Linked DNA regions of Mus musculus: all the other regions are linked to region 2. A link is a contact called in public Hi-C data. All regions are on one chromosome and are shown on one strand. Each heading gives the region's core, a stretch centred on a gene start, on an enhancer-like site or on the middle of the called end of the contact. The rest is flanking DNA. Distances are from core to core; before and after follow the strand shown. Region 1 overlaps Ston2 (stonin 2). Region 2 overlaps Ston2 (stonin 2). Region 3 overlaps Ston2 (stonin 2).

Region 1 (3,452 bases), core at 792-3,291, 69 kb after region 2:
ATACTTATTGGAGGGAAGGGTATTTTCTTAACACCCATTAAAACACAAAGTGTACAACTAATGAACACATCTAGACTACAGAAACAGAAGTCAGGTTAAATTTGTGTTTTTTTCATGAATGAGAAAACATGTAATTTAATTAAAAAACTACTCTGTTAAAACTTTCTCTGTTAGGAGAAAAGTAATTCATTCAAAAGATTATAGTCAGCAGGTAGGAGAAATGGCTTGGCAGGTAAAAGTGCTTACTGCCAAACCTGATAATTCAATCCCTCCATGGCATAAGGAAAGGACCAGCTTACACACACACACACACACACACACACACACACACACACACACACGCCAAGAAGAAGGAGAAAAAACAGCAAACAAAAAACTTTACCAACTTCAGTCCACAACTCTTTATCTGACGCAAACACTTGTTTCTGAGAAAGAAAACCAAAAGGCCTACATGCTGGGGAGAGACCTTGTGCTCTGGCAGAACTCCACTGCAGCGAGCTAAATGCAGATGAACCATGGTCATCTGGTCTAAATTTGTTTCAAAGTCCGTGGCAGTTTACATACAAAGGAAGCAGAGCAAATGCACTTTTACACCTTCTGGGTCTAGAACTTAAAACAACAACCCCTCAAAAAAAAAAAAAAGAAAGTCGGAGAGGTTTAGCAGTGCCCCAGCTTCTAAAGTTAACTCATCCCAGCAAGTTCACCAAACATCTCTCCCCCAGTTCTGTTTTCTTCCAACACTTTAGTGAAGATATGTAATTTCGAGTAAAACTTGCTAATTCATGTGTTTCGGGTTGCCATACTTTGACATCTGACCAGACAGGAGGGATAACTCAACTGAACATATGTGTGTGTGTATAAGCACACATGCATGTACACATATGTTTCAGAACTTTTCCAAGTCTGTAATGCACAAGCACATTGTGGCTCTGCAGCAGAGCTGGCACGGCAAGCCATAACCAAGTGCTCCCAGCGTCCTGCCTTATCTAAAGTTGCTCCATGGAACACAGGCTGGGAAATGCTGGACTCTAAATGTGAGTGACATACAGGCATCTGGGACGGTGATAACTCTTGCCTCCGTTAACAGCCATTTGAGTCTGACACTCCTCAGTTTGTCCAGAGTTGTGCATTCTGATCTCTAAAATTTACACTAAAATTTACACTTTTCCTGTAAGCAGACACCAGAGTCCTACCACTTAAAGCAGCTTGTAAAGACTACAGATGCTTATGTGTGCTTTCTTCCTTGCTTAGAACAGAGATCAAAGGAGGGGGCTTGCTCCCGTTCCCCCCCATCCTCTGGCTGGGTACAAACTTGTGTAAAGGCAGTAGCATTCTCGGCCTGATGAAGGTGACAGGTGCCTTTCTTATCTAGGCAAAGGAGACCTTGGGGACAGGGATGACAGAGAACAGGGTTTTTTTTTTTTTTCCCCCATTTTTTATTAGGTATTTAGCTCATTTACATTTCCAATGCTATACCAAAAGTCCCCCATACCCACCCACTCCCACTCCCCTACCCACCCACTCCCCCTTTTTGGCCCTGGTGTTCCCCTGTACTGGGGCATATAAAGTTTGCAAGTCCAATGGGCCTCTCTTTGCAGTGATGGCCGACTAGGCCATCTTTTGATACACATGCAGCTAGAGTCAAGAGCTCCGGGGTACTGGTTAGTTCATAATGTTGTTCCTCCGATAGGGTTACAGTTCCCTTTAGTTCCTTGGGTGTTTTCTCTAGTTCCTCCATTGGGGGCCCTGTGGTCCATTCAATAGCTGACTGTGAACAGGGTGTTTTTGAGGTTGTGCTTATTCCTAATTCTCCTGTCATTTGCCCCGGGATGGGGATCTCCAGAGAGAACATCACCTCTACTCTCTGGCACTCCATCCCTCCATCCCCCATAGGCAGCCAACTCCAGGGGATTTGTTTGTGTTGCTCCTGTAGTTATCCCTGTGGTTGGTGAGAAACTGAGGAGAAAGTGTGGGCTGATCACAGAATCCTTCCCTCCACAATTACATCGCAAATCACTCTGTCTTGTGTGGTTGCCAAATCCCTGCAGAACTCCTACACAGACGACAGGGAGGGGACTGTGACTCAGGTCCCTGCAGTCTACTATCAGGCAGGCTGTGCCCAAGTGCCAAGATCCATCCTTACCCAAAGGGACACAGCCAGAGCACCAGTCCTGGCTGCATCCTCATGCTCTGCTCAGCCAGGGAGACTGCAGGGGCTTGCCTAGGAAGCCAGCTGTTGCCTCCTGCCGTGCTTTCACTGAATTCTCTCCACATAAGCCCCTCCTTGGGTACCATCTGGTCCCTCCTAGGACCCTGACAAAGCAACTGGGAAGGAGATTTTTTGTGACTGTGAACTATAACAATGATGCTGAGAAAAGGAAGATGTTAGCAACCTCTGGGTTCGATCCTCACTGCAAAAATAATAGTAACTGATAAGTTAATGTTGGGATTCAGACCCAGGGCAAGCAGCTGAGGCACATATTTAACAAGCAAAAATGGACCAGGCCTCCAGGTTCTCCCAGCATCCCTCAGTCTCTACCTGGCATACCCTACCCTCTACCCTGAACTTTCCAGCCCAGGGACTGAGATTTCCCCTGGCCCAAAGACTTTTTCCTAAATAATCCAGACACTTTGGTCTCTCTTCTCTTTTTCTCTCTTCTCGCCCTCTATCTGTGCATGTACTTTCTGTCTTTCTCTTTCCCTCCCCTATGTCTCCTTCCCTGGCTTGGGACTAGTGAACTCCCTTGAGAGTGGCTTCCCAACAGACAGACAGACAGACAGACATGCATATCCTCTAATCTGGCTTGAATTGGCTCATTTCGCTGGTGGGGAAATAACCTATCAGTAATAATAAGAATTACTAATAGCACCACACCCAGCTCAGGCTACAACTCTGATTTTAACCACTTGAACTGATGAGAATTAGCATCAGCAACTTCCCCACACGAGAACCAAGCGCCCTTCCTGTTTTCTTCGGTAAACAGCCCAATGTGTTCTTCCCCAGGGCCATGAGACCTCTTTGGCAGGGCAAGAAGTTTATCCCTGGTGTCACATCTTCCAAGTCAGGCATCATGTAACTTGTTCTACACAAACTGTCACATGTGGAAAGGTACAGACTATTATTTCTGTTTTTCAGATGATAAAATTGAGTCATAAAGATAGTAAGGGCCTTGGGTTGGTGGAGCTTAGGATCAGAACACTTGCAGAGCATGCGCGTGGCCGTCCATTTGATCTCTAGTGACACAAACACACACTTTCTCTCCTTTTCCCCTCCCCCAGCCTCCATTATTTGAATATTTAAAAAAAGTCCCCAGAGCCCCTTGTCATTATTCCCTTGGTCCCCAGCAGGAGATGCTTGGGGACTATAGATGGTCACTGGAGAAACTGAGTCACTGGGGGAGGTCTTGAAATTTACCAGGCCCTGCTTCCTGCCTGTCTGCTTCCTGTTCCAC
Region 2 (3,564 bases), core at 270-2,769:
CTTTACACTAATAAGAATTGGAACATTTATTGTTCTGTTCGACCTCCTGCAAAATCCTGTCAAGAAGTTGCTCTCTGGGCTGGAGAGATGGCTCTGAAGTTAAAAGCACTGACTGCTCTTCCTGAGGTCCTGAGTTCAATTCCCAGCAACCACATGGTGACTCACAACCATCTGTAATGGATCCGATGCCTTCTCCTGGTTTGTCTGACAGCTACAGTGCACTCATAAAAATAAAATAAATAAATCTTAAGAAAAGAAAAAGAAAAAGAAAAGAAACATGAAAGTAGCATGCCTTGGGCTCGAGAGATGGCTCAGTGGTTAAGAACACTCACTGGCTGCTCTTCTGGAGGGCCTGGGTTCAATTCCCAGCACCTACATGGTGGCTCACCACTGTCTGTGACTCCAGTGCCAAGGTCTCCTCAGGCACAGACATACATGCAGACAAAACACCCACACACATTAAATAAATAAGTAACTAAATAAACTGCTTTTAAAGAGTATCACGCCTGACTAAAGCCTCTTAGGAAGGGACTTCTTTGCACTTAGCAATCCCATGACTTGGGCTGCTTCTCAGCACGGAATGTTTTCTTCATTGGAGGCGACAACTGAAGACAGCTTGCAGTCCATGGTTGCGGGAACTGCTAGTTTTATCATGGCCACAAGATGGGGCATTCGTTCTTCTTGGTAGTTAAAACAGTTTTAGATGCTACAACTAAGAAAGTATTTAGAGGAATCATAAATTATATAAATCTGTGGTTATCATTATATGTAGGAAATGATCCAATGACTCTGTGAAATCTTTCACCGAGACTTTTCTCTTCCCTCCGCAGGACATTATCATTTTGATATGTTGCAAGCCCCTGTTTCACGGTGATCTACCTATAATCTGAGTGCTCACAGGCTGGAAAACAGAACTCAAAGCTGGACTGAGCTACAGGGGGAGACCCTGTCTTCAAAGCCCCCAGTACCCCCCCCCCCCCAGCAAGAAAACCGGCTCTCCAGTTTTGACTGAAACCCCCCCCCCCCCAGTCTCGATCCCATTATCACTGTGAAAGGGTTTGGCTTTTAAGTTTGCACTCCTACAGTCCAGTGCCTCTGCTGGGTTCTGATACACAACTCCCGTAGACGAAATATTTGCTTCAGCTTATCATGTTCCCAGCCCTCCCTGCCCCCATTTCCAAGATCAATCCCTCCAAAGCAGAAATCTTACCACAGATGGGACCAGGTCCCGCTTCGTCCCACTGTTCTTTGTGCTGCTATTTACGTCAGATAATACATTCTCATCAGCCCCTTAAGTTTTTGCCTAGTTTCTCTCTTACCCGCGAGGGATTATTTCATTAAAGTCAGAGCAGATTCACCCACAGCTATGAATGTAAAGGGCCTATATAAGAAGCATCTGCTGGAAGGAGTGGGGGGAGGGGCGGGGCAGACAAATGGGCTTGGACACCTCAGCGGGAAGCCCTCTCCAGGCTACCTTGTAGCTGTAGTGTGCAGAATAATTGACCCACTTCCTGACGTCAGGCTTGTCCTCCACAGACACGGATCTCACGGCTGCTTTGGAGGCAGAAGTCGTGGGCATGCTGAACTCAACGTTTACATAGTTGGCAAATCTGGAAGGCACTTCCCGGTCAGAGCCAAGCTCAAGGTGGCAAAAGAAACAGTGTGGGTGGCCAGAAGCTGCAACAGAAAGAAAGCATCCAGACGTTAAGTCCTTTGAGGAGGAAATGAAAAGGGAAAGGAGGCTAATGCGCCACCCTGCTAACGCTGCAGGCTCCGAGCCTGGCTGCTTGCTGAGGGTCCAATCAGGCGCTTCCCCAGACATCAGGCTCTGAGAGCCTCAGACCCTTTCATCCTGTGCCTCTTGATTACAGCAGCCTGGACACCAGCATAAAAGCCACAGTCCATGGAGGCTAGAGAGAGAGGGCTCAGTGGTTAAAAGCAATGGCGGCTCTTATGGAAGACCCTAGTTTCAGTTCTCAGCGCCCTCACGGCAGCTCACAACTCTCTCTAACTCCAGTTCCAGGAGGGCCGACCCCTTCACACAGACAGACATGCAGGCAAAACTCCAATGCACATAAAATAGAAGATAAATAAATAAAAAGAAGTACCAAGGTGATTAAACATCATTTGTAAAAATGAGAGCAAACAAAAAAACAAATGGGAAAAAAAGTCCACAGCCTGAGAAATAGGCTTTTATGACTGTTTAGATCCAAGGGCTGGCTGTGCGGACACAGCACAAACACTAAGAAAGAGGCCTGAGACTGGAAGAATGAGCAGATGAGATTAGCACTTGGCACCCAAGAAACCATCAGCGACAGCCGCCTGGAGCAAACTGCTCTCCTTTATAAGATGAATTCTCCTAATAGCATTTTGTATTTTCAGAGGTGCCTCGGGCATGTTTCTGCGGGTGGGTGATGTATGAAAGTGACAGAGTTATGGACAGCACACAGGAAAACTGGGGGGACACAGTGCACTGGACCAATGATCTGATCTGCCGAACCACTGTCTTAGGGTGGCTGAGGAGGGTTCAGGGGGTCACAGCGAAGAAAAGTGTCAGAGCTGTGACTGTGGCCTGCTACCCCTTTGTCTGAGTCATAATTTCATGGCCCCTGAAACATGGAGACCAGGTTGCAGGATGACAGTGTAGAGATGAGAGGCGGCAGATGACTACAGATAAACTGTGATGTGGCTTTGACTGATGGTATAACTCTTCTCTGCCTCTTCGAGTCAACAATTTCAATTTCCTTTATTGCTCTGGGCAGGGTTTTTCAATCTCGGAGAGTCAGGAGACGCACACCCTCTCTCCAAGGAAATCACTCCAGAGTGAGGTATTTGTTTTTCGCAGATGTAGCATAATTTAATGGTTATTTCTAAAGAGTAAGGCTAGGATATTTAACAGAAAAATTTGCACTGGCTTTTAGGAAAGGAACAGAAACTAATACACACACACACACACACACACACACACACACACACACACATAAATTAATCAGAACTTGATGGTATCTGAAAACACATCTGTTCAATCTATTGTTTTGGGTGCCACGGACTAATTACAGAGCTGTCATTTGTCATCTCTATGAAAACTGTGCTTCACACTGAAAAGCATTCCCCAATTTCACTCTGAATGAGCTAGGTACTAATAACCCTATCTCGTAAATGAGAAAAATTAGATCTCTCTGACAAGGCTAGGTCAATTGCATGAGGGCACACCACCATTAAGCAGCAGCACCAAGAATACAATTCAGATCTCACCAACGTCAAACCAGGTCCTGCATACTCGGTGCGCTGCCTCGGAAGCTGTTCACTACGGTGTGGAAGGCCTCTTAACTCAGATAGGGACCTGAATATTTGTTTCTTTCTAATTAGCATTCATGGACATTTCTGGAATATTGAGAAATGGTTTCTCTCTGTCTCTCTCTCTTTTTTTTTTTTTTTTTTGGTTTTTCAAGATAGGGTTTCTCTGTGTAGCCCTGGCTATCCTGGAACTCACTTTGTAAACCAGGCTGGCCTTGAACTCAGAAATCCATCTGCCTCTGCCTCCCGAGTGCTGAGATTAAAGGT
Region 3 (3,156 bases), core at 32-2,531, 110 kb after region 2:
GATAGGACAGAAGAGCAAACACAAGGCAAATAACTGCCTGCCGAAGGTCATGCAGGGGTGGTATGACTGTCAGCCATGGCGAGATCTCTGAGATCTCCATGGAAAACCAAAGGCCTGGTGCAGGTTGCATAGATATGAAGGAAGCCCTGGGCTCTGGAACACTAATAGGTGAGAGTAAGACTGTTTTGGGGAGCCGGGTGGTAATGGCACATGTCTTTAATGCCAGCACTTGGGAGGCTGAGGTCGTTAGATCTCTGAGTTCGAGGCCAGTCTGGTTTACAGAGTGAGTTCCAGGACAGCCAGAGAAACCCTGTCTCAAAAAAGAGAGAGAGAGAGAGAGAGAGACTGTTCTGGAGACAGAAGGATCCAAGTGAGAGTATGGGCTTGGTAAGGGTTATCTCTGGATAGCCTGATGAGGATAGAGGCTTGTATTGGGAACCATGGGAGAGAAGGACAAAGGGACCTGAGAAGCTATGGGGAAGATCTCATGGAAAATGAAAAGGTGTTAAAGGCCGAGGACTGGACAGTGACTCCAGTGCGTGCTCACGAGAGGTGACCACTGCTCACCGTGTCCAGCAGCAGCTGGAGGAAGAGTTATCAGTTACAACATTTCTAATGTGCCCTGCAGTCAAGGAGCTGACACCACCAGGAGCTGGTACTAGGCATACTACACTGGGTACAAAGAGTTCTGAACTTGAATAGTGCATGGAAATGCAAGAGACCAATAATGTCTTTACATGGCTTACAGTCCACTTCAGAGATCTAGACAGTCACCTCTGTTCCCCAGCCTATTCGGATGGCCTGTCCTGCAGAACTGCAGGGGTCCAATAAGGGTCCAGAGACTACCTAGGGTTCATCTGTACCTGCAACTAGAAGAAGGTTCCCGGAGCATAAGACGAAGACAAAACCCTTTGGGACTGAGACACAGCAATGGCACTAGCCTGCAACATGCTTATCTGAGAGGGGCAGGAGTGGTGTGCAGTGAATGAGTCTGAAGAGCTCCTTGGACCAGCTCTCTCCGCTTTCACGGATTCAGCCCTCACTACCCCTTACCTAGTTACTAGTCTCAATATCTCCCTGCACTCGGCCTTATCCTGTGCCTTATTATGCTAGATTCCAAATTCCTGCAAATGGCTGTACCACCGTTCTCCTTAAAACCTCCTCAACTGCTACTCACAAAACAGGGCGAGGAGGAGAAATTCACAAAGGCTCCCTGTGAGCAGGGGCACAGCCTGCCTGCTGCTAGCTCTTAGCATTGCGTACAACACTGAGTATCTGTCAGGAGTGAACACTGCAGCTTCAGGGCAGGCGTGCTGCCAGTCTATCCTCATCTGTTCTGCCCCGTGTGAATTCCCTCTTCCAGATAAACTGAATTATTTTCTACTAAAGGCTGCTTCTGTGAATGCTTTGTTCTAGTTGGTCATTTGTCTGTATATTTATCTATTTAATAAACCCAGGATTTTCCCGTTGGGATGTATTTCCCCATACGCTGTTATTTAATGTGGCTTCTGCTCCTCTTAAAATCTTAGCTCCCTCTTAATGACAGGTTTAATTCACGCAGCATTAAGTCGGTGGTTCTCAGCCTTCCCAATGCTGCGACCTTTTAATACAGCTCCTGGCGGTATGGGGATCGCCAACCATAAGGTTATTTCCATTGCTATTGCATGCGTAACTGTAAATTTGCTCCTGTTATGAATCGTGATGTAGATATCTGTGTTTTCTGATGGTCTTAGGCGACTCCTCTCGAAGGGTCATTCAATCCCCAAAGGGGTCTCGACCCACAGGTTGAGAAGTGCTACTCTAAGTGGTAGCCATTCAATCCAAAGAAAGAGAAGACAGACTCCTTTGCTATGAAATGTTCATAATGGGAATATTTGTTGTGCTATTTGGTTTTTCCACCTAATATCCAAAATCTCCATGTTTTTTGAAAGGAAAAAAAAATACTTTCTGTTCCTCTTGCGGGGTGATCCAACCTTTATCAGCAGGCATTAGGATCTTGAGAGCGTGCTCAGTGGTACATGGACTTTGAAGGATGCATAAGCAGCTTGCAAGCAATGGAAATCTGGTACGTGCTCAGTGTAGTAGCATCCGGATTCAGTAGTGACGGAACCAAATACGGCACCCTAATCAATCAGTACCACTGCACTCCCCTGGCTCTGGCCACTGCTGCCTGTCTTGTGATTCTCAACCTATTTTCCAAACCAAGTTTGGCAGCTGACAATGCAGTGACTTCTCCGATGCATCCCATAAACTCATTTCCTTCTTACATTAGCCAGGCTCAGTTTCTGTTGCTTCATTTAAGAACGCAGACAGTGTATCCGTCCGTCCCCAGTTTCCGCTAGTCTCACGTCCCACTCCCTGTTGTTCCGTGTGCTGATGCTATTGCAACCTATGCTCGTTCATTATCCAGTGATAATGAAAGTGACCGCTGTGTGGTTGGCTGCCGGCTAGCCTGAGAGCTTCCGAAGGAAAGGGGCTATATCCTTCAGGTTGTCTCCGATATTTTTTTAGTAGTTTTTTTTTTCCTTTTATTGAAAATAGATTTTTAGCCGGGCGTGGTGGCGCACGCCTTTAATCCCAGCACTCGGGAGGCAGAGAGGCAGGTGGATTTCTGAGTTCGAGGCCAGCCTGGTCTACAGAGTGAGTTCCAGGACAGCCAGGGCTACATAGAGAAACCCTGTCTCGAAAAACCAAAAAATAAAAATAAAAAAGAGAATAGATTTTTTTCTAACATACTACATCCTGATTATGGTTCCTCCTCCCTTTATCCTCCCCAGTTCCTCTCTACTTCCCCTCCCTTTGAGGTCTACCCCTTTCTGTCATTACAAAACAGACGTCTAGGGAATAGTCATAATAATAACCATAATAATAAAAAGAACAAAACCTAACACATTGGAATAGGACAAAACATACAAACAAAGAGAAGAGCCCAAGAGAAGGCACAAGAAACAGAGACCCACTTGTCTGCACACTCGAGAATCCCACAATAGCACCAAACTGAAAGCTGTAATATATACTCAAAGGCCCCCTCAGTACTGACTGACTACAATGGTCTTTGTGACCTTGGATCTCACAGCATCTTTAGGAAGTTTTATATGGTTTCCGTCAGTGGATATGCACTCCAGTCCTCCCAAAGGGTCTCTGAGCTCTCTCTGG

The links. Hi-C and Micro-C count contacts between places; a contact is called where the count stands out from the background.
Region 1: a contact with region 2 is called in a Hi-C map of cerebral cortex, with 4 times the contacts expected there. The contact joins two enhancer-like sites. A contact is called at or near these places in 9 of 484 Hi-C or Micro-C datasets (the AML12 cell line, the HL-1 cell line, cerebral cortex and 6 more), 4 of 115 datasets of contacts at active chromatin or transcription factors (bone marrow-derived dendritic cells, embryonic stem cells, fibro-adipogenic progenitors and 1 more) and 3 of 9 other capture datasets (adipose tissue, liver and pancreatic islet).
Region 3: a Hi-C map of cerebral cortex shows a contact between it and region 2, with 2.2 times the contacts expected there. The contact joins two enhancer-like sites. A contact is called at or near these places in 11 of 484 Hi-C or Micro-C datasets (the AML12 cell line, the G1E-ER4 cell line, the MC3T3-E1 cell line and 5 more), 4 of 115 datasets of contacts at active chromatin or transcription factors (craniofacial prominence, embryonic hindbrain, embryonic stem cells and 1 more) and 4 of 9 other capture datasets (adipose tissue, embryonic stem cells, liver and 1 more).

The regions. Positions count from the first base shown.
Region 1 is chr12:91,708,945-91,712,396 of GRCm38.p6, forward strand. All of the region lies in intron 4 of Ston2 (stonin 2), which reads right to left. Among named protein-coding and RNA genes, the nearest start is that of Gm16876, 29 kb to the left of the region's middle. Within about 2 kb of position 2,042, at least 53 of the 459 cell types and tissues checked have an H3K27ac peak or open chromatin away from gene starts, as enhancers often do. A contact at or near this core is called in cerebral cortex, where this site is marked.
Region 2 is chr12:91,640,247-91,643,810 of GRCm38.p6, forward strand. It overlaps Ston2 (stonin 2), which reads right to left. Exons shown (of 7, transcript NM_175367.6): 6 at 1,475-1,677. Among named protein-coding and RNA genes, the nearest start is that of Gm16876, 40 kb to the right of the region's middle. Within about 2 kb of position 1,520, at least 76 of the 459 cell types and tissues checked have an H3K27ac peak or open chromatin away from gene starts, as enhancers often do. A contact at or near this core is called in cerebral cortex, where this site is marked.
Region 3 is chr12:91,748,715-91,751,870 of GRCm38.p6, forward strand. All of the region lies in intron 1 of Ston2 (stonin 2), which reads right to left. Among named protein-coding and RNA genes, the nearest start is that of Gm34718, 6.5 kb to the right of the region's middle. Within about 2 kb of position 1,282, at least 28 of the 459 cell types and tissues checked have an H3K27ac peak or open chromatin away from gene starts, as enhancers often do. A contact at or near this core is called in cerebral cortex, where this site is marked.